7 separate regions of the Mus musculus genome follow, and all the other regions are linked to region 1. A link is a contact called in public ChIA-PET, Hi-C and promoter capture Hi-C data. All regions are on one chromosome and are shown on one strand. Each heading gives the region's core, a stretch centred on a gene start, on an enhancer-like site or on the middle of the called end of the contact. The rest is flanking DNA. Distances are from core to core; before and after follow the strand shown.

Region 1 (2,775 bases), core at 90-2,589:
CTGGCACTAATCACCAGCCTCCAATCTGGACTGCAGACTTCTAGACAGCCAAAATATCTAGGGTCTGCCGGGCGTGGTGGCGCACGCCTTTAATCCCAGCGCTTGGGAGGCAGAGGCAGGCGGATTTCTGAGTTCCAGGACAGCCTGGTCTACAAAGTGAGTTCCAGGACAGCCAGGGCTATACAGAGAAACTCTATCTCGAAAAATCAAAAAAACAAAACAAAACTAGGGCCTGCAGATCCCATTCACATACCTCAGCAACCAGGAGCTACCACAACATGTCAGCTAAGGGTCAAAGACCTCTCAGCTCTACTGGACAAGAGCAGTGGTACCTGCAGTGGCCTTTCTCCTTTGCTGCTGTTCCTCACACTTCATTTCGCAGGCTGAGTGACTGCACTAGCTACCACTCGTAGAATAGTGGTAGAACTCTATAATCAACCAGCAGAGTATCCCACCCACAGAAACCTGAGGGAGAACCACGAAAGAAGTCCTACATGTCTCCTTTTCCAGGGACCCTGTTCAGGACCGTGTTCAGGACAAAGAAGACATGTTTCCCGCCATAGGAACTGGGATGAACCTGGCATCCTCCTAGAAGCCAGGGATGTACCTGAACAAAGAGGTAAAGCGGGTAAAGGAAGGAGATTTTCCCTTCTGCGCCGGCTGGGATGCTCTAGATATGAGGGGGTGTGTGCTCCAACACGTGCGCGCGTGCGCGAGGCCAAAGCAACAGACAAAAGCTCGGGCTGGGGGAAAGTAAGCGGCCCGTGGAGAGGGGAGAGTACCACAGTGCGTGCGCACCCCCCGGGGGCAGCGCCCAGGCCTGGGCCGAGGGGGCCACGAAGGGGGGAGAATGGATGCGCGCGCACGGGGGCACTGCCTCCGCCATTTTGTTTCCTCGGCACAATGGGGGAAGAGTAACGGCCAAGCGCGGGAGCGAGGCCGGAGGAGGAAGGAGCGAGACGCTGAGAGATGGAAGAGCCGAGCGAAGGGGAGGGTCGGCGGGATGGCAACAGACCTGTCACTAGCGTCCTCTTGGCCCAGCCATCGCTGACAAGTGGGAGAACGGGAGGGGGGAGGGGCGGAGGCGGGAGACGCCACATTGCCACTTACCTTGCCGGTGTTCCCGTCCTTCGCCTTCAGGCGCCGCCGCCCTCCTGCCACGAGCCTTCCGGAGTCTTCACAACCCCCCTCAAAAAAAAAAAAAAAAGCCACGCGGTTTTCGCCGGGGCTGCTTCAGTCCCAACTGCAATGGCGAGAAAAGGAGGAGGAGGAGCCGGGGACCGGGGGCGAGCGAGCGGGCGGGCGGGCGCGCGCCGGGGAGGTGCAGGGCCACGTGACTGGCAGCGGCCCGCCCCCGCATCACGTGGGCGATCCACCTAGGCCCAACCCCCAGTAGGCGGGTGAGACGAAAGGGGCGGGGGAGGGCACATCACGTGACGTTGACTTAGCGACTGGGTCTGTTGGCGTGACGTCAACGTCGGGCCAGTTCTCTCACGGGTTTGGTCGGCCACGTGACCGTGGTTGGCTTCGCTTCCATCACGTGACAGGCCTTTCTTGTTGTTTCTTGACTCGTTTTCACTATTGGTAGACCCGAATCACCTGACGGGAGCCCATCCATTTCGTTTGTTTTTTCCAAAGGCGGTTTTTTCCGAGCGACCGTTATCACGTGACGCAATGGAGCAGGGGTGGGCCCTTCTGACGACTCCAGTTCGTGTGCGTTCCTGGGAGTGCGCGTGCGCCATGATTCGAAGTCAGTCTCCGTACCTTGATCCACACTGCATTGAAAGACTGGCACATGCGGTTGTCAACACTGGTCCAGGGCTCCTACTCACGCTGTCAGGCTGCTGAGCCATCTCACCGTTCCTCATTTTTGTATTTTTGAGATACAGTTTTGCTATTTTACCCACACTGGCTTTAAACTCGAAGATTCTGCCTCCACTTTGATATCGCTAGATTACAAATAAGACCATGTCACTAGGCAACTGAGGGTTTAATAGATTGCCCCTGTGTTAAGAGTGCTTAGCGCCGGGCAGCCGTAGCGCAGGCCTTAATCCTAGCACTTGGGAGGCAGAGGCAGGAGGATTTCTGAGTTCGAGGCCAGCCTGGTCTACAAAGTGAGTTCCAGGACAGCTAGGGCTACACAGAGAAACCCTGTCTCGAAAAAAAAAAAAAAGAAAAAGAGTCCTTAGCATAGGAGGCCGTGGGTCAGACCCCCGTACCACACACACAAAACAGGCAAATTCCAGGCAAGGATGAACAGAACAAAGCTCTCAAACTCCCAGGTCCGGAGCTCTTCATATCTGGTGTCCATCTATAGGGATTTATTGCTGCTATCAGAGTTGGTGTCTGGCTTTTTTTCTTCCTTCCTAGGTTTTAGAGACCTACCTCACCAAAGTCTGAACTTGAGGAAAAAGTTCTAAATGAACCCATTTGTAGGAGACCTGAGGTGCTTCTGATCTGGAATACGCTCTAAATGACACACCTGTTCTAACAGCGCCGCCAAGTGGTAGACATGGTTAATACGGTTTGCCTGAGGGTTTTCAGATGGATTTTTAATTCCTTTTTTTAATGTGTTTAGTGTTTTGACTGCGTGTATGTCTGCAACAGGTTGTGTCTGTGCATCACATATGTGCCAGGGTCCACTGAAAGTCAGAAGAGAGTGTTGAATCTTCCAGAACTGGAGTTACTTCTGAGGCGCCTCCCCAGCCCCTGCAGACAGACGTTAGTAAACTATTTTTTCTTTCAGCCTTTCTCAGTGTCTGTCTGTATGTCTGT
Region 2 (2,775 bases), core at 177-2,676, 490 kb after region 1:
TTAGAAGCCAGGTCTGAGCTGGGCAGTGGTGGCGCACGCCTCTAATACCAGCACTCAGGAGGCAGAGGCAGGCGGATTTCTGAGTTTGAGGCCAGCCTGGTCTACAAAGTGAGTTCCAGGACAGCCAGGGCTACACAGAGAAACCCTGTCTTGAAAAACCAAAGAAACAAAAAAGAAAGAAAGAAAAAAAAAGAAGCCAGGTCTGCTTTGGTATGCAAAACATGTGCATGCTCGCGTGTGTGTGTGCACACACACACACTGTCCCCTGTCCCAGGGTCTGAAGCCAAACAAAAAGGTCACTCCTCTGCTTCCTGCTTATGTGTAGCATGCAAGCTCTCAGCTACTGCTCCAGGATCATGTTTGTCTATCTGTCTGTCTGCTGCCATGCTCCCTGTCATAATGGTTATAGACTCACCCTCTGAAACTGTAACCAGGCCCCCAATTAAATGCTTTCTTGTATAAGTTGGTCATGGTGTCTCTTCACAGCAGAAGAACCATGACTAAGACAAGGATCTAAAGCAAAGAGCCTCGGACAGCTCCAAAACTTGCTGGGTAGCATATGGACAGAAACATCTTGTCTGACAAGAAAGCCAACATAGTAATGAGAGCATCTGCAGGCAGGAGCCAGGAGAAGACTAACGACTAATAAGTCAACATAAAACAACCCTCAGATAAAATCTTCCTCCGCAATGTTCCCTTTTGTGTCCTCTAACATTCCAAGCCCCCTGCCCCTCGTACAATCTCCATTTCTCTAGTAAAGGACTGCCTGCTCTGTTGAGCTGATGCTGGCTTTTATTTCCATGTTGCCTTCATCAGTTCCGATCTAACACCCACTCCCACTCCCTTTTAAGACAGGGGCTCACTGGCTGGCTTGGAACTCACAGAGCTCCAACTGCTGCTGCCTCCCAGGTACTGTGATTAAGTCTGTGCTACCACATCCTAAGGTTTTGTTTCTTCTGGCAATATTGGGTACCAAGGACTTTGTAAGTGTCCTACTACTGAGCTACACCCCCAGCCCCTCACTGGGGGATTCTAGGCAGGGGCTCACACCTCTACTGGCTGCTGGGGTTAAATGAGAAAGTTTTACCCCTTTAAGGGTGTCCCCAGCGCCAGGCATCAGGGTACTCACTGATACATCATCATTGTCATGGTTGTCTGAGTCTGGAGCCCACAAGTCTACCAGGGCCTAGGGCCTCCCATGCTCTGTGAGCCTGAGAGAAAGGAAGAGACTCGTAGGGCAGTGGCCTCTGTTATCATGCTCCGGAGGCCTGGGCAAGGGGATCTGGCTATTCTGCCCAGGGTTCTCACACTGGAAATACTAAATATTTACACTTGCTGTGCTCCCAGGCTCCATCCATGCTCTGGGGGATGGGTGGTTTCCAAGTCTTCTCTCGGCTTCTGTCTTTTCAGTCTCCTGCACCCAGATACTCACCCAGAAGGACTCCCGGTCCTTCGTCCTGGTCCTTCAGGCCTTCCTCAGATTTTGTGGAATTGCCGCAAACCTCACTGGAGCCAGCGTCTGGGCTGTGAGAGGTGAGAGTGGGTAGGAGTGGATGTAGGTAGATGCTGTTTGTAGAGTGCATCTGGTCTTGATTGTGTGTGTACGGGTGTGTATGTATGTTGTCTATGTATGTGCATGTATATGTATGTGCGTATGTATGTATGTGTATGTGTGTGTGTGTGTGTATACGTTGTGTGTGGGGGGGCACAGGGAGGCTCCCAGGTCTCTCATTTACTCCAAGCTTGCCAACGAAGGCGGCCACATGTGCCCAAGACTGCCCAGTGCTTGGGAGCTGACGCCTGATGAGCAGCCACTGTAGTTGATGTACCTTGCCTCTAGCTCAGAAGTTTCCACGGCTCTCTCACTTCCCTTCTATGCCACCCCACAGGCCTCTTTGCTATGTCTTCTTTTCAGCACATCTGAAATGAGATCCAATTCCAGGACCTTTGCACTTGTGGTTTCTTCTGAGCAGGTCCAAGTGTGTGCCCGAGTGCCTGGGAGTGGTGGCATAGGGCCCTGGGTGTGAATTCTGCAGGGCAGGAGTGGGGAGTCACGAATATTAACCTGGTATGGTGGCACACACAAGCCATCTAGGGATGAAGAGGCCCAGGCAGTAGCATCCTAACCTAGTTCGGTAACAGACTGGGCTACTAGTGACACCATGTCTCAAATTAGAAAAGAGGGGCCCAGCATGAGTGATGGATGTTCCATCCCCTGCACGCCCCGCCCCCCACGCAAAATGGAAGTTTTCTCTTTAAGTGGGGGCCACCGAAGGTTCTGAGGGGAGAGGTGACCAGGTCCAAGTGTCCGGAACCGAGGATGGAGAGGGATTTGGGGTGTAAAATGATTCTGGTTGTTGTATGAACTGTGGTAAACGGACAATCTGCGCTGCGAGCTGCAGCCCAGCTCTGTTGTGGAGTACAACCGTAGGAAGTGACGCCCAGGGATCAATACTTTAGCTCTCCTTGGCTACCTTGGAGCTTTGGGACCCGTCTAGGCTAAAACAGTAGTCTCTTTCCTCTTCACTGCAGGTGACGGCCATGGGGACCGCCAGGCTACGCAAGCTGCAACTGCTGCTTCTGCTGGGCGCTTGGAGGGCGCTCGGAGGTGCCGCGCGTTGCCGCGTCACCCTAGTTTTGTCCCCGCAGAAGGCAACTAGCGCCGTCTGCAGGAGCTCAGAAGCCACCCAAGACAGCGAACTGGCCACGCTGCGCATGCGCCTGGGTCGCCACGAGGAGCTGCTGCGCGCGCTGCAAAGGCGTGCGGCGGAGGGT
Region 3 (2,775 bases), core at 110-2,609, 390 kb after region 1:
GTCAGATCCCCTGGGGCTGGACTCAGAAGTTGTCAGGTCTGTGGGTGCTGGGACATTCTGTTCTCTGCAAGAGCAGGAAGTGCTCTTGACCATTAGAGGCACCTCTTTAGCGCCTTTTAAAAATTTATTAATTTTAACTTTATACCCATGTGCGTGCATGCACGTGGGTGTGTACATGTACGTGGGTGTGTGCATGTGCCTCAGCAGCAGGCCTTGGAGGTCACAGGACAACTTGCAGGAATTGGTTCTCAATTTCCACCTTGTGGGTCCCAGGCAAGGCCTTACCCACTGACAACTCACAGCCTCCTGGAACTCACTCTGTAGACCAGGCTGGCCTTGAACTCAGAAATTCGCCTGCCTCTGCCTCCCGAGTGCTGGGATTAAAGGCGTGCACCACCACGCCCGGTTTTGTTATTCTTTTTTAAATGCATTTATTATTATTGTACATGTATCAGTGAATGAATGTAGGTGCAGCAATGCCAGTGTGCCCTGTGGAGGTCAGAGGCCAACTTTGCTTCCAGGGACTGACCTCAGGTCAGGCTTCCAGACAAGCCCTTTCCCCTCCCTGCCTAGTGGAGCTGGACAGCTGACCTTCTGTCACTCACTCTAATTTTGGATTTTTTTTTCACCCTGAGTTGTTTGGAGGGAAGGAGCCAACAGGATCATGTGATCCAGATTGGCCTTGAACTCTAAAACAAACCTCCTGCTTCTACTTCACAAGTTTGGAATTAGAGGCCCAAGCCACCATTCCATATTTTTGCAGTGTTGAGGATGCATGCTAGGCAAACACTCAACCACCTGCCTCCACATCCCTGCCTGTTGTTTTTCAGAAAGGGTCTTGAGCAGGCAGTGGCTTAAGGTTGCTAAGAGGACCCTGAACTCCTGATCTTCCCACCTCCCAGGTGGCAGATGCTGGAATGACAGGCATATGTGCCACAAAGCCCAGTTGGATCTGGGAGTTCTTACCAAGTCTTCTGTTTGGGGGGCTGGGTATGATACAGTGTAGGAATTTATTTCTTGTAGAAACACATAGTAGGTGCTTAATCTTGAATTGCTGAGTTCTCACATAGTAGGTAAGTGTGATTTCCTCCATTTCCAGGTCCCAAGCATTAGCCTGGCGCTAAGCCAAATGGAATACAGTTGTTTCAGTACTAGGTCACCTGGGTTAAGAGAGCTGTGACGTCACGCGGCCGTGACATCATGCCACGGCAGTTCTCACGAGTGGGGGTTGGGAGGAGCAGGGCAGGAGTGTGTGTGTGGGGGTGTGGACAAAGGGGCCCTGCTCTTCCCCCGTGCGCGCCCTGGCTAACTGGCGGGCCACATCTGGAATTCATTGCAAGTCGCCGCCGGAAAGAGGAGGAGAGGAGGGCGGGGCGAGCAGGGAGTTGGGGCCGGAGGCAGCGGCTCTGCCCGCCTCTCTCTTGTCCTGGGTCCCCAACTCCGGGACATAGACCGAGCACAGCCAACAGTCTCCAAAACCAACCACTGGCTGTCCCGGGGCGCAGACGCCAAGGCCACTCAGGCCAGGGCAGGGACCCCGGCCGGCCTAGCCAGGTGAGCGCGCGGGGCAGAGGGGAGGTTCCGATCTGGGCGGCCGCGGTTCACGGAGACCCTGAGATCCCAGCTGGGGGGCCCGGTCCGGGGTCAGGCGCTCGTACAGGCGTTGCACGCGCTGCTCCAGGCTCTGCTGCACCGAGGGAACAGATCATCTACCATGCGCCCCTGCCCACTACTCCAGGCAGCTCGCCACCTACTCAGTGGCGCACCCCCAGACTGAGCTCCCCGCCTTCCTTCGGGCAGGAAGTTGGCGCTGAAGAGAAAGGCGGAATCCGAGCGCTTTGAGCTGGAGACTTTGCAAGACTGGATGGGGGTTCTCAGGAAGCAGGGTTTGGGGCAGTGAGGTTGTTGGGGAGAGGTGCAGCATCCCTTCTTCTCTGTCTCCGGCTAGGATGAAAGGTGCTACGGACGAGCGAGCGGGGAAAGCTTTCAGAGTTCATGGGCGGGGTCCCCGGCGAAGGCCGTCGCCCCACCGCCTGTGAGACTAGTTTTTTGCCTCAGTTTCCAGTTAGTTGCCCCTCTCTTTCAGTCTCTCTTTCGGAAGAATCACTTTGTATCGAAGGAAAGGGACATTAACTGCAAAGTCCAGGTGTCTCCTTTTCCTAGCTCAGGGATGGGGCGTAGGAGTGAAGGAAGGCACGCGTGGCGTGGAGTCCGCGTTGTCGCGGGCTACACGGCGTTGGGACCTCGCCCCCCTCTAGAGCATGGGTTGACTCACCCGGGGATTTCCACCTCCCCACCCCCGTCCCTATCCTTGTTGTTAGATGCCCGAGGCGACACCCGCAGAGCCTACTGTCCCCTGCGGGGCAACATGGGAGCATCACTGAGGGGGGGGGAGGGAATGAAGTAGCTGTAGTTACTCTCTCCAGTGCCCCAGGAATCTGGATGTGGGGGGCCTCTGGTGGGGTGCAGAAATGTGGCCACCCCCTGTTGCTTTGTGCAGGATAGGGACATCCTGCGCGCGTGTCGGGGTCTCAGGAGAGAGAGATGGCGCCGCCCCAGCGCAAGCGAGTGTGGATACCACGCATTCCTCGGCCTGATAAGGAGCTGGAGAGTGCTGCCTGAGCCAGGCGGGTCTTACTGTCGCCAAGGAGACGCGCCCGGCTTCAGCTTCCTATAGTGGTAGGGTAGGGGTGCTGCCAGGAGATGTCCCCATGCTTTGCATGCGAACGAGCCCCCCAATTTCAGGCTCTTTCATTCATTCATGCGCCTGCCTCG
Region 4 (2,775 bases), core at 157-2,656, 370 kb after region 1:
TGTGAGCCACCATGTGGTTGCTGGGATTTGAACTTCGGACCTTCGGAAGAGCAGTCGGGTGCTCTTACCCACTGAGCCATCTCACCAGCCCAGTATTTTTATTTTTACTTATGGTGTCATGTAGCCCAGACTGGTCTGGAACTCACTATGCAACCTTGACCATTAATTTCTTGATTCTCTTATTTCCACCTCTACAGTGCTGGTGGGGTTAGAGGTGTGGGTTACCAGGACATGTGTATGCTATAGAAGGGAACCCAGGACAAGGTGCATGCAGGCAAGCCCTCTAACAGTGCACACCTCCAGCCCTAATAAAAAACACTTCTAGAGAATTTTCTCTGTTGTGGATTAATCTACCTAGTCGTCACACAACTTCTTTTGTTGTTGTTGTTGTTGTTGTTTTTGTTTTTGTTTTTTGAGACAGGGTTTCTCTGTGTAGCCCTGGCTGTCCTGGAACTCACTTTGTAGACCAGGCTGGCCTCGAACTCAGAAATCTGCCTGCCTCTATCTCCCAAGTGCTGGGATTAAAGGCATGAGCCACCACCACCCGGCTGTCACCTAACTTCTTGAGGTCTGACAAAACGGAGACCCAAGCACAAGAGAGCAAGGCAGGATGTAATAGGTCAGGGTGACAGCAGGGTTGAGTCATTCGCCTTCCAGCCCTGTAGCAGCGAAACTGATCACCCCTTTTGTCAAGTGGAGAAACCACGGCAAGTTCCTCCCATTGCACCCTGCACTCACCGAGGCGCCGTTGCAAACACGTCGGGGTGCAGCTCCGCCAGGCCGATGCGCTCCTGCTCAAAGCCTCGGAGAGACTCGACCCAGGCTTGCACCGGACGCCGGTGCACTGGGATCCGGAGCTCACACTTGCGCAAAACAGGATCTAGGAGACCTGGCGGGGGGTGACAAATGAGCGGTCAAGGGTCAGGATCAAAGCTCAGTACCTTCTGTGCTATCTCCCCCCACTCTGTGTGTCAAGGTCCCGGTCGTCTCACCAGCGCTATCTCGCGGCTCTGAAATCTCGGCCGGCCGCTCCGCGCCTTCCGCTAGAGAGTGGATGACCTGGAAAATGACAGGCGGGAGTTAGAGGTGCTCTCGGAGGTTCTCAACCTTTGACCTCCGGCCTTGACCTCAGCTCAGTGCCCTACCCGGGAGCCAGAGAGTCGAAGCGAGGCCCGGGAAGCGGCCTGGAACAACCGCAGCATCTCGGAGGACCTCTCGCAGCGCCGAGGTCGCTGCGGTACGGACGCTCGCGGCGGTGGCTGATGACGTCGTATGTGCGCCGGGTACGTCACGAAGGCGATTCCGCCGCCATCAGCGCCAGGTCCCGAAGCCTGAGGCTGTGGATCAGCTCCACTTGACAGCCGGAAGCCCCGACACCGGAGAGCCAGAGCCGGGTGCCGGGAAGCAAACCCCAGAGACGCGGTTCTCTTTTAACCAATGAACCTCAAGTATTGATGGAGGGTCCGCCCATACCTGGGCGGTACCTGGCTAATAAGCGTTTATCTTTTTTATTGAACGTGGATGAGCCTCCTGCTACACTGCGTATTTTGCCTACATTTTTTTCCTGTGTCTTTCTCTCCCTTTACCATTATTGATATGAATTGACTTTTGTCTTTTAGAGTAAGGGTCTCACTCCTGACTCACCCTATGCAGCGCAGGGCGACCTCGAACTCAGAGAGATCCACATGATTCTGATTCCTGAGTACTGAGACTAAAGATGTGTGCTGGGCTGGGCCGTGGTGTTGCATGATTTTAATTCTAGCACTCAGAAGCAACACTGCAATTCGAGGCCAGCCTGGTCTATATAGTACATAGTGACTTCAGAGTGAGACCCTGTCTGGAAATTAAGAAAAAAATTTTAAAGGTGTGTGCCATGTCCATGTCATGTGGCTATTTTTCGCTTTTTCAATATATATGTATTTTAATTTTTTACTTTTAAGAAATATTTTATTTATTTTATACATATAAGTGCTCTGTTTGCATGCCTGAAGAGAGCATCAGATCCCATTATAGGTGGCTATGAGCCACCATGTGGTTGCTGGGAATCGAACTCGGGAAGAGCAGACAGTGCTCTTAACCACAGAGCTATCTCTCCAGCTCCTATTTTAGTTTTCTTAATTTATTTTTGTGTTTGAGTGTGGAAGTAAGAAGACAACTCAAGGGAGTTGCGATTTCCTTTCACTCTGTGGATAGAACTCAGGCCATCCAGTTTGGTGGCAAGCCACCTAACCAGCTGAGCCATCTCAAACGCCATCCTATTCTTTTGTAAACAAGGCTTCTCTGTGTAGCCAAGGATGACCTTGAGTTCAGAGTCTCCCTGTCTGGCTTCCGGAGGTCTGGATTGCTGGTTGTCTGCACCGCTATGCTTACATGACCAGGTGAATCTAATTTTATCTGATCTTCCCTCCCCCTCTCTTTGGTGTGTGAAGGGGTCTGATTTGGCTGGCCTTGAACTCTGTGTAGTCAAGAGTAACCTTGAATTTCTGATTCTTTTTTTTTTTTTTTTTTTTTGAGACAGGGTTTCTCTGTGTAGCCCTGGCTGTCCTGGAACTCACTCTGTAGACCAGGCTGGCTTCGAACTCAGAAATCCGCCTGCCTCTGCCTCCCGAGTGCTGGGATTAAAGGCATGCGCCACCATGCCCGGCTGAATTTCTGATTCTTCTGCCCCCCACCTCAAGAGTCCTGAGATTATATGTATGTGCCACCATGCTGGTTTATTTAGTGCTAAAGATCAAGATGTTTGTGCAGTTTAGGTGCCCTAGCAGCTGAGCCATC
Region 5 (2,775 bases), core at 172-2,671, 360 kb before region 1:
CTGAAGGGCACTCCTGCCAAGCTCCTGTGGGGTCAGAACCGAAGCTGGTTCTGAGGAGGAAAAAGCAATTAAAATGTTCTTGGCCAGCCAGGCTGACTGCAAGAAAAGCAGTAACCCAGGCATTCATGGACCCTGGTTCTATCCATGGTGTCCCCAAATCCAGGCATGGTGGCACATGCCTGTCATCCCAACACTCCCGAGCTGAGGCAGGAGAATTAGGGGCTAGAGACTACACAGTGACTTATAGGCCAGCCTAGGCTACATGAGACCCTGTCTATAAAGTGAGGGAGAGGTGGAGCACTTTTCCCAGTGCTGCAAAGAAGTTGTTGGTGAGATTGTAACACCATCTCCCTTCCTGTCCAAATTCCAACGCCTCTCCTAAAACTAAAGTCCACTTTATGGATCTGTCCAATCCTACACGTTCAGAGAGTGGGAACGAACCAGGCCTGCAAAAGTCTTTGCCAGGTCCCTGGCCCTCCCTGCCTGATGGTCTCAGCTACGGGTGTCTGGGTTGCCTGAGGCACATCTGCACCAAACCAGGGAAGTAGGGACAAGGTAGGGACTGAAGGCTCACAAGGAGGACCCAGCCGGCCCGGATGTGTAGCCCCACCCCACCCGGGAGGGTCGTGCAAGCCACGCCCCTGAACATCATCCTCTTCCTCCATTGGGCGAGGGGAGTGGCTCGAGGCTCGCCTGTTCCGGCTGCACCCAATAGGAGCTCGGGGGTGCGGTGGGAGGTGGGGTTAGGGCGGAGTTTTGGGGCACGCGGCAGTAGCCGGGTTTGAGTGCAGTGTGGAGACCCCCAAGTCCTGTAACTACGACTAGCGACCCCAAAGTTGAACAGCTGGGCCTGGGTCTCCCCAGCCCTTAAAACGAATGATGGGACCCCTCCTCTTGGATTCCCTCACACATAGCTCTGAAAGACACCTCTGACTTGGGAGAGCACCCACCGGACTCCCCAAACCCACTCTGACCCCCTACAGCTCTGGCACCCTATTTCCAAAACACTTCCCTCCAGCCACGTGGGAAGGACATCACATCAAGTTCGCACGAATGGTTGTATTTCTCGACCAAAAATAAAACCACTCGGGGCTCTCCGAGTTCAGGACGGCTGCCCCTGACCCCGGGCAGGCTCCTGGCGCAAAGCCTTACCTGCAACTCCGGCAGCAGCCAGGAGCAGGGCGATGACCCAGCGACGCATCAGATCCGCGGTGCTCATCCTTAGCTTCTGCGTTGCGTCCTCACTCGGATCACAGACCCCGAAATGTTCCCGCTGCAAACACTGGATCGCGGGCCCCACGGTGTCTCGGCTGCGAATCTGGGCTCGCAAGCCTCACGGTGTCCCGGCTGCAAACTACGCCGCACGCCCAGAGTCATTCCCAGTACTAGGGGCGAGGTTTCCAGGCGGGGGAGGAGTCTGCAATGGGGTGATTTTCAAAAATCTTCACCTCACTGAGCGGGGAGGAGCTTGGAACGGCCGATGTGACATCGTCTCTTTTAACCCCTGAAGCTCCCGCAGCAGTGGGAAGTTCCTCAAATTCCTCCCACAGAATTTCACCGCTTCCCGGACACTTAGCCGCCCGCGTTGCTGTTTGAGTGTTCAAGGGACGACCCACGCCCTTCCACACCCTGGGTCGCCTTCTGACGCTTTCCTTTCCACCTCCAAAGCAAAACAGAAGTATGCGAAGCCCCCTCCCACCCCCGACCCCTACACTTCTTGCAGCAAGTTTGCTTTCCTGTCTAGGAATGGGCACATAGATTTCTGACCCAAGTACAGTTGCAGGTTTTATCTGGATCCGTCCATAAACACAAACACTCAGCGAGAAATGTATATAAAACGCGGCGGCGTGTGCGGGTGAGCGAGTTGGCTCAGTGGGTGAGGGTGCAAGCCTGAAGACCTGAGTTTGATCCCAGGGATCCACATACTGGAAGGAGAGAGAACCAGAACCAACTCCAGCAAATTGTCCTCTAACTTCCACACACACTCCCCTGTACTAATTAATTAATTAGAAAGAAGAAACATTACTTGGTTTGGGGGGTAGGACCCAGTAGTTAGAATAATTATAATTATTAATGGAAGAATTCCATAGCAAGATATGGTAACACTGAAACTAGGAAGAAGGCAGGCAGATCTCTGTGAGCAAAGTCCAAACTGGTCTGGACAGCAAGTTCCAGACTAGCCTGGGCTACACAGATTCTGTTTCCTCCTCCTCTTCTTTCCTTCTTTCTTTCTTTTCTTTCCTTTTCTTCTTTTGTTTTGTTTCTGTTTCTGTTTGTTTTGTTTTTCAAGACAAGGTTTCTCTGTGTAGCCCTGGTTGTCCTGGACTCTGTAGACCAGGCTGGCCTAGAACTCAGAGATCTGCCTGCCTCTAACTCCTGAGTGCTGGGATTAAATGTTGAGTGTTTACTACCACCCCACTACCACCTGTCAAGAGACCCTGTTTCAAAGCTAAAGTTGAAATTATTTTAAATAATTCATCTGAGAATCAATGGGTTCCTTCCTGTGTTGACAGAAATGTTGATTTTTGGTTTATTTCCTTAGGCACCTGCTGGTACCGCTTTATCCTGTTACAAGGAGTTGAACACACAGAAGGGCATCTCTTCCCTCGAAGCAAAACCAACCACATGTGGCCTTTTTCCCCTCTTGACACTGGATGGCTAAACCAGAAGGCTGTCTGCCATGGATAGAGAAGTTTTGATGAATCAAAGGCTTAGGGATTTTCTAAAAGGGACTCAGATTCTGTCCCTGCCTAGCTCCCTGCAGAACAAACCAGG
Region 6 (2,775 bases), core at 108-2,607, 290 kb after region 1:
CCATCCGTCCAGAAAAGCCCCAAATTGATTCCTTCAGGGTCTGGCCTGCCCAGGCTCTATTCCACATGTGCAGGTTCCAACAGCTTAACCCTATTCTCTTCCCAGTCATCTGCTGCAGGTATAGCTGTCTCATGCCCCTGCCTGCCTATTCTGGCCAGTACCCTAAGCCCCAAGATCTCCAGCCCCTGCCCCAGTATCCTTGCCTTCTGATGCCTTAAAGTTGGGCCACAGGTCCTGCTGGGTCAGAGCCTCACAGATGCGGAGCTCCAAAAGCTCCGCTCAGGACCAAAGAGCTCTGGCCTAGGGTTCATCCTTTCTCCAGGTGTCTGCCCTGTGGACAGAAGGCTAAAGCCTTGATCTTGGCAAACCACCCCTTTTGCCCAAAGCCTGGATGCAGAGACCAGTATTTTCTGCTGGCTTCAACAGTCTCCCCTGCTGTCTGTGAAAGGTGACCATTGTACCCAGGCCACTGGGCCTCTACCATGTTCTTTCAAACCCAGGTCATTACCATCCCCAGGCTGGATCACTGGAGCAGGCCTCCTCTCTGTCCATGTGAGGGGGACCTAGGGGCTCTGCCCTTAGCCAGCTGAGCCACCACCAGCCTCCCTCCCCAAACATGATAACCCAAACCCACTCCAGTGGGTGTATCTCACCCCCTCACCCCACCCCCACCCCCTGCATAGACCTTTGCTGAATTAAAGTTTGTAAGTAAACGGTTTTAAAAAAAAAATCAGAGCTGGCTGGTTCTTGATATAAACCATGGGCCAGCAAACTAGCTCAGAATTCTGGTAACACAGACAGCCTGAGTTTTATCCCTCTGCCCCAAATGGTGGAAGGAGAGAACTGACTCCCGCAGATTGACCACTGACCTACACACATGTCACGGATGGGCTCATACACACAATCCCTAAAAATTTAAGTTGGGCTTGGAGGCCAGCCTGGTCTATATGAATTGCTTAGAGACTTAAGAATTTCTCAGTCTATAGAGATTCTGTCTCAAACAAAATTTAAATACTGGTTGCACATAACCGGTAATTCCAGCAAAGGAATTCGGAGATCAAGGCCAGACTAGGGGATCCTGTCTAAAAATTAGAGAACTCAGAGGTTGGTCCCAATTGCCGAACGTAGTTTTAGTTCCCAGCCCCACACTACCCATCAACTCTTCTGGGCTCCATAGGCACCCACTTGGTGCACATACGTACATATAAGCAGAACACATACAGTACGACCTAAGGGAAGAAATATCCAACCACAGGGCGAGGCCGGAAGTCCAGCTAGATCCCAGTGCATCACCTTTGACCTCACACGGCGCCCAAACGCTGCGTTTACTGTCGCTGAGGACGCGCAGAGCATGCTAGGTCTTCCGGTCACGTGGCCTATCATGGCCGCCTCCATGGCCCGGGGCGTGAGCGCCCGGGTCCTGTTACGGGCGGCCGGGGGATCTTGGGGACCCAGGGCCGGGCACGCGGCGGTAACATCTAGGACGTTCGGGACTACAGGTACATAGGGCTGGGCCGAGCCGCGGCGTGCAGCGAGGCCGCAGCCGCTCACCCACTCGTGTGTTTCCAGGCGAGCGGCGTGCTGGCGAGGAGGCGGCGGACAGCCCGGAGCTGCCCCGGGACGTGTGAGTGCCCCTCGTGCCACGCCCTGCCCCTCCCTGCCACTCCCTGCCTCCGGCTCAGCACCTGCACCCTGTTTGTCCCCAGGGTCAACGTGGTGTTCGTGGACCGCTCTGGCAAGCGGATCCCGGTGAGGGGCAAAGTCGGGGACAATGTTCTATACCTGGCCCAGCGCCACGGGGTGGACCTGGAAGGTAGGTCATATGAAACTAGGGAGATCCTTGGCATTCTTATACCTTTTTGTAATTTTGAGAGGTTTCCTATAGCTCAGGCTCGCCTCGAACTTACTATGTATCAGAGGATGACTTTGAACTGCTGACCCTCCTGGGACCTGGTGTGCACTACCACAATCCAATACTTTTGTTTAGGTGGTGTATGGGTGGGTCCGATCTCACTCTGTGAATCAGGCTGTCCAGGAACTTAAGTATGTAATCCCGGCTAGCCTCCAACTCATTGCAGTGAACCTACTGCCTCCACTTCCTGAGTCCTGAGACTACAGGCATGTGCTGCCTACCATATCACCAAATAGGTGGGATGGGAAGAACTGAGATGGAGTCCATGTTATTCAGGCTGTTCTGAAATCAGCTATATAACCAGGCTAGGCTCAAACTCACAATAGTGATGCCCCTGCCTCCACCTCTTTAGTGCCAAAATGGTTAAGACAGAGTCTCTGACTTACCCTTAAACCTGCTGGCTGATCATACTGCCTTAGCTTTCTCAGTTCTGAGAATACAGGTTGTCTCTACTGTTTTACCACCTTTGCGCTAACGCCAGTAAGATGGCAATAATGAAACTGGAAAGGTCGCCAGTGCTGAAGACTGCAGACGGCTTGTGAGAAGACCTGTGTTCTCTTCCTACCACCAGCTCTGTGCCAGGCAATTCACAGCCTTCTGTACCAGTAGTGCCGGGCACACTACCTCACCTCCATGGCACCTACTCACATGCACAACCCACACAGAGACACATGGAAACACTTAAAAATCTTTCTTTAAATTAACACTAAAATAAAACTAGGTTTTGGAGCAGCCCTTACTGAGCTGCTAGAATCTGTGCTCTCTTGGAAATTGTGGATTCTCCATGTTGACCCCCCATTCTCTAGTGCTGCCGCTGACTACCTTTTGGGGAGAGGTGGAACTGAAGCGGGATCACAGATGCA
Region 7 (2,775 bases), core at 92-2,591, 280 kb after region 1:
GGGCTGGAGAGATGGCTCAGTGGTTAAGAGCACTGACTGCTCTTCCAGAGGTCCTGAGTTCAATTCCCAGCAACCACATGGTGGCTCCCAACCATCTGTAATGAGATCCGATGCCGTCTTCTGGTGTGTCTGAAGAGAGTGACACACATTAAATGTACTCACATTAAAAAATATAAAAATAAATCTTTAAAATAAAACTTTCAGCATGATAGTGCACACCTTTAATCCCAGCTCTCTGGAGGCAGAGGCAGGTGGATCTCTGTGAGTTCAAGGCCAGCCTAGTCTACAGAGTAAGTTATTCCAGGACAGCCACAGAGAAACCCTGTCATGAAAGACAAACACACACACACATTAGCACTTGCCCATAGACTCCTGAAAGTAGTTTTCTGGTGCTAGAGAGATCCATGTCTGTCATTATAAACTGCTGATCTTTTCTTCCTTGTGTCTTTTGCCAGTTCCTTCCCCAGCTCCTGTTTAACTTTTTGCTTCCTGTGCTGTCTATCTCTACTACCCCTACCAAGTCTGCTGGAAATGAAACTCAGGGGTTGCCATGCTTAGCAGTTAGTCCTTTTTTTCTTTGTTTTTTGAAACCCTGACTTACTATGTAGACCAGGCTGCTTAGGCCTTCAGAGTGCTGAAAATAATGCCAGCATTTGTCGTTGTTATTTGGTTGTTTGTTTTTCTTTTTTGAATCAGGTTTATCTCAAACTTGAGTTGTATAGTAGGGAATGACTTTGAACTTCAAGTCCTGCAGCTTCCATTTTGGTTTTTCGAGACAGGATGTCTCTGTGTAGCCCTGGCTGTCCTGGAACTCACTCTGTAGACCAGGCTGGCCTCGAACTCAGAAATCCACCTACTTCTGCCTCCCAAGTGCTGGGATTTAAGGCGTGCGCCATCACTGCCTGGCAGCTTCCATTTCTAAAGTGCTGGAATTGCATGCGTACATCAGTACACCTAATTTTTGTCTGTCGTTTCATTTTCTCTTTTGAGACAGGATCCTCATGAATTTGATTTCCGTTGTAACTGTGGATGACATCATAAGATCTGCCTTCCCCTCTAAAGGGCTTAGATTACAGGTGTGTGCACCTGACCAACTCTTAAGGCGGTGTTAGGGATTCACGCCTGCCTATTCTCAATCCTGCCTTGTAAGGCGGCTCCATGTTGCAGCTCCGCCCTTTTATTCAATGGCCCAGAGTCAGGGGAAGGGGGCAACGCTCGCGGGGCTGGTTCTAGCCAATACGCTGAAAGGGGCCGGGAGAGAGGCGGGGCTTCCACCAACCAATCACTACACGCGACCTCCTTGCCGCTCTATGTCGCTCCGCCCTGAGCTCGCTGGTCCCAGAAGGCGCCGGGTTTCCCAAGATGGCGGCCGACGTGTCCGTTACTCACCGGCCGCCGCTGAGCCCAGAGGCGGAGGCCGAAGCGGAAACTCCCGAGACCGTCGATCGCCGGGCGCCCGAACAAGAGTTGCCGCCGCTCGATCCGGAAGAGATCCGGAAACGCCTGGAACACACTGAGCGCCAGTTCCGTAACCGCCGCAAGATACTGATCCGAGGCCTCCCGGGGGACGTGACCAACCAGGTATGGGGGGTGGGGGTGAGAGCGTGGCGGGAAACACCACGGTGCGCGTGCGCGCGCACGCGGGCGGGGGGGTGGAAACCGGGCGGTACCAACGCTGCTGTGAGTGGGGGCTCTCCCCAGTGTCATATCCTCTCCCAGGGTCGTGAAACATTAAGAACGAAGTGGAAAGGGCATGGTTAGGAAAAAGAAAAAAAAGAAAACACTTTAAAGTGCTGGTCGACGTTGCTAGGGGCGACCATCGGACTTGGGAGAGGCCAAGTGGTTGAAGGTTGCAGGTAGTTGGAAGGGGCAGGCAGCTGTGGCCCTGCTGAAATATGTACGGGAGACTGTGAATAGATTGATTGAAATAGATTCCAACTGACCCATGCATATTCAGAGGGTTGTTTCCCTCCTCTGCCTTCGGGTGACAGGAGCTCAAATCTGGAAGTTTCAGAATTAAGAGCATGGCTTTTCTTATCAAGCATAATCGACACCTTTTAGAGGTAGACCCGGAAGTTGGAGCTGCATCCCTCAATGCCTACTAGAATTGATTTGGGAAAATGAAGTCTCCTTTCGACATGAACATGCCGCGGTGGGGGGCGGGGGTTGTATTCTGTGGCACTTCCCTGTGGCTAATCTTGTCTGCCGGGACTGCCCTTCTATTGGGAACCCATGTAGAGCAGGGTGTGCAATGCTCTTTGGACCCAAGAAAGTGGTATCTCTGTTGCCCTGCCCGGTGGTGGTGGGATAGGCCCTTTCTGATTGCTGCTAAATTGTCTGCTCACTGGCTCACCCTAGTACCCCCTGCTCTATAGGCACATGGCTAGTGAAGCTGCAGAGGTGTTGGGGAACACAATAAAGGACCAGACAAGGAATAGACACTTGTGTGCATGGTGTCCTGCATATCTGGAACTGCCAGCCCTATCTCCTTGGGCTCATACACAGGTCATTTGGTGCAAGGAAGCCAGGCAACTTGCCCTGGAAGCCAGCATTCAAAACAGCAGCCCTGTCAACATGAGGGAGTTTGGGTGGCCCCTGCACCCACACAGTGTAGGGTCAGATAAGTGAGTGGGGTCCCTGGTCAGGTAGCATGCCCCCTGTTGTCATGACAGCCCTGGCCAGGTACCCCTGGGTAGCATGCCCCCTGTTGTCATGATAGTTTGTGTGTTTCACTTCTTACAGCCTCAGCTGTTTTCCTCTTGGAGAAAATGGCTT

Evidence for each region. Promoter capture Hi-C pulls out the DNA fragments that hold promoters and counts their contacts. A called contact is a pair of places that touch in the nucleus more often than the background predicts. ChIA-PET counts read pairs in DNA pulled down with a chosen protein or histone mark. Capture Hi-C pulls out chosen DNA fragments and counts their contacts.
Region 2: a contact with region 1 is called in a promoter capture Hi-C map of erythroid cells, with 5 times the contacts expected there. The contact joins the promoter of Angptl6 here to the promoter of Ilf3 in region 1. A contact is called at or near these places in 5 of 39 promoter capture datasets (erythroid cells, hippocampal neurons, liver and 1 more), 1 of 484 Hi-C or Micro-C datasets (CD4 T cells), 1 of 115 datasets of contacts at active chromatin or transcription factors (memory CD8 T cells) and 2 of 9 other capture datasets (adipose tissue and liver).
Region 3: a contact with region 1 is called in an RNA polymerase II ChIA-PET map of memory CD8 T cells, with 26 read pairs. The contact joins the promoter of S1pr2 here to the promoter of Ilf3 in region 1. A contact is called at or near these places in 6 of 39 promoter capture datasets (cranial neural crest, hippocampal neurons, liver and 2 more), 5 of 115 datasets of contacts at active chromatin or transcription factors (astrocytes, bone marrow-derived macrophages, embryonic stem cells and 2 more) and 2 of 9 other capture datasets (adipose tissue and pancreatic islet).
Region 4: a Hi-C map of forebrain shows a contact between it and region 1, with 12 times the contacts expected there. The contact joins the promoter of Mrpl4 here to the promoter of Ilf3 in region 1. A contact is called at or near these places in 2 of 39 promoter capture datasets (neural stem cells and second pharyngeal arch cranial neural crest), 2 of 484 Hi-C or Micro-C datasets (embryonic stem cells and forebrain), 7 of 115 datasets of contacts at active chromatin or transcription factors (the SCID.adh cell line, bone marrow-derived macrophages, effector CD8 T cells and 4 more) and 2 of 9 other capture datasets (adipose tissue and liver).
Region 5: an RNA polymerase II ChIA-PET map of memory CD8 T cells shows a contact between it and region 1, with 37 read pairs. The contact joins the promoter of Ldlr here to the promoter of Ilf3 in region 1. A contact is called at or near these places in 1 of 484 Hi-C or Micro-C datasets (embryonic stem cells) and 2 of 115 datasets of contacts at active chromatin or transcription factors (effector CD8 T cells and memory CD8 T cells).
Region 6: a promoter capture Hi-C map of adipose tissue shows a contact between it and region 1. The contact joins the promoter of Fdx2 here to the promoter of Ilf3 in region 1. A contact is called at or near these places in 3 of 39 promoter capture datasets (liver, pre-B cells and second pharyngeal arch cranial neural crest), 1 of 115 datasets of contacts at active chromatin or transcription factors (embryonic stem cells) and 4 of 9 other capture datasets (adipose tissue, liver, macrophages and 1 more).
Region 7: a contact with region 1 is called in a Hi-C map of reprogramming fibroblasts, with 3 times the contacts expected there. The contact joins the promoter of Raver1 here to the promoter of Ilf3 in region 1. A contact is called at or near these places in 4 of 39 promoter capture datasets (cranial neural crest, frontonasal cranial neural crest, liver and 1 more), 2 of 484 Hi-C or Micro-C datasets (CD8 T cells and reprogramming fibroblasts) and 4 of 9 other capture datasets (adipose tissue, liver, macrophages and 1 more).

The regions. Positions count from the first base shown.
Region 1 is chr9:21,366,435-21,369,209 of GRCm38.p6, reverse strand. It overlaps Ilf3 (interleukin enhancer binding factor 3), which reads right to left and starts at 1,339. Exons shown (of 20, transcript NM_001042707.2): 1 at 1,111-1,339. Gm36198 (a long non-coding RNA gene) reads left to right here. Exons shown (of 3, transcript XR_870570.3): 1 at 1-619; 2 at 1,639-2,721.
Region 2 is chr9:20,878,361-20,881,135 of GRCm38.p6, reverse strand. It overlaps Angptl6 (angiopoietin-like 6), which reads left to right and starts at 1,426. Exons shown (of 6, transcript NM_145154.2): 1 at 1,426-1,533; 2 at 2,533-2,775. The coding sequence starts at 2,542.
Region 3 is chr9:20,975,377-20,978,151 of GRCm38.p6, reverse strand. It overlaps S1pr2 (sphingosine-1-phosphate receptor 2), which reads left to right and starts at 1,359. Exons shown (of 2, transcript NM_010333.4): 1 at 1,359-1,554.
Region 4 is chr9:21,001,368-21,004,142 of GRCm38.p6, reverse strand. Mrpl4 (mitochondrial ribosomal protein L4) reads right to left here and starts at 1,406. Exons shown (of 9, transcript NM_023167.2): 1 at 1,146-1,406; 2 at 993-1,059; 3 at 739-889. The coding sequence starts at 1,202.
Region 5 is chr9:21,722,222-21,724,996 of GRCm38.p6, reverse strand. Ldlr (low density lipoprotein receptor) reads right to left here and starts at 1,421. Exons shown (of 18, transcript NM_010700.3): 1 at 1,153-1,421. The coding sequence starts at 1,219. It overlaps Gm26511 (a long non-coding RNA gene), which reads left to right and starts at 1,641. Exons shown (of 4, transcript XR_001779098.2): 1 at 1,641-2,775.
Region 6 is chr9:21,072,113-21,074,887 of GRCm38.p6, reverse strand. Fdx2 (ferredoxin 2) reads left to right here and starts at 1,357. Exons shown (of 5, transcript NM_001039824.3): 1 at 1,357-1,499; 2 at 1,570-1,624; 3 at 1,707-1,813. The coding sequence starts at 1,382. It overlaps Raver1 (ribonucleoprotein, PTB-binding 1), which reads left to right. Exons shown (of 13, transcript NM_027911.4): 13 at 1-730. It overlaps Gm38431 (predicted gene, 38431), which reads left to right. Exons shown (of 17, transcript NR_038081.2): 14 at 1,570-1,624; 15 at 1,707-1,813.
Region 7 is chr9:21,090,565-21,093,339 of GRCm38.p6, reverse strand. It overlaps Raver1 (ribonucleoprotein, PTB-binding 1), which reads left to right and starts at 1,341. Exons shown (of 13, transcript NM_027911.4): 1 at 1,341-1,581. The coding sequence starts at 1,363. Gm38431 (predicted gene, 38431) reads left to right here and starts at 1,332. Exons shown (of 17, transcript NR_038081.2): 1 at 1,332-1,581.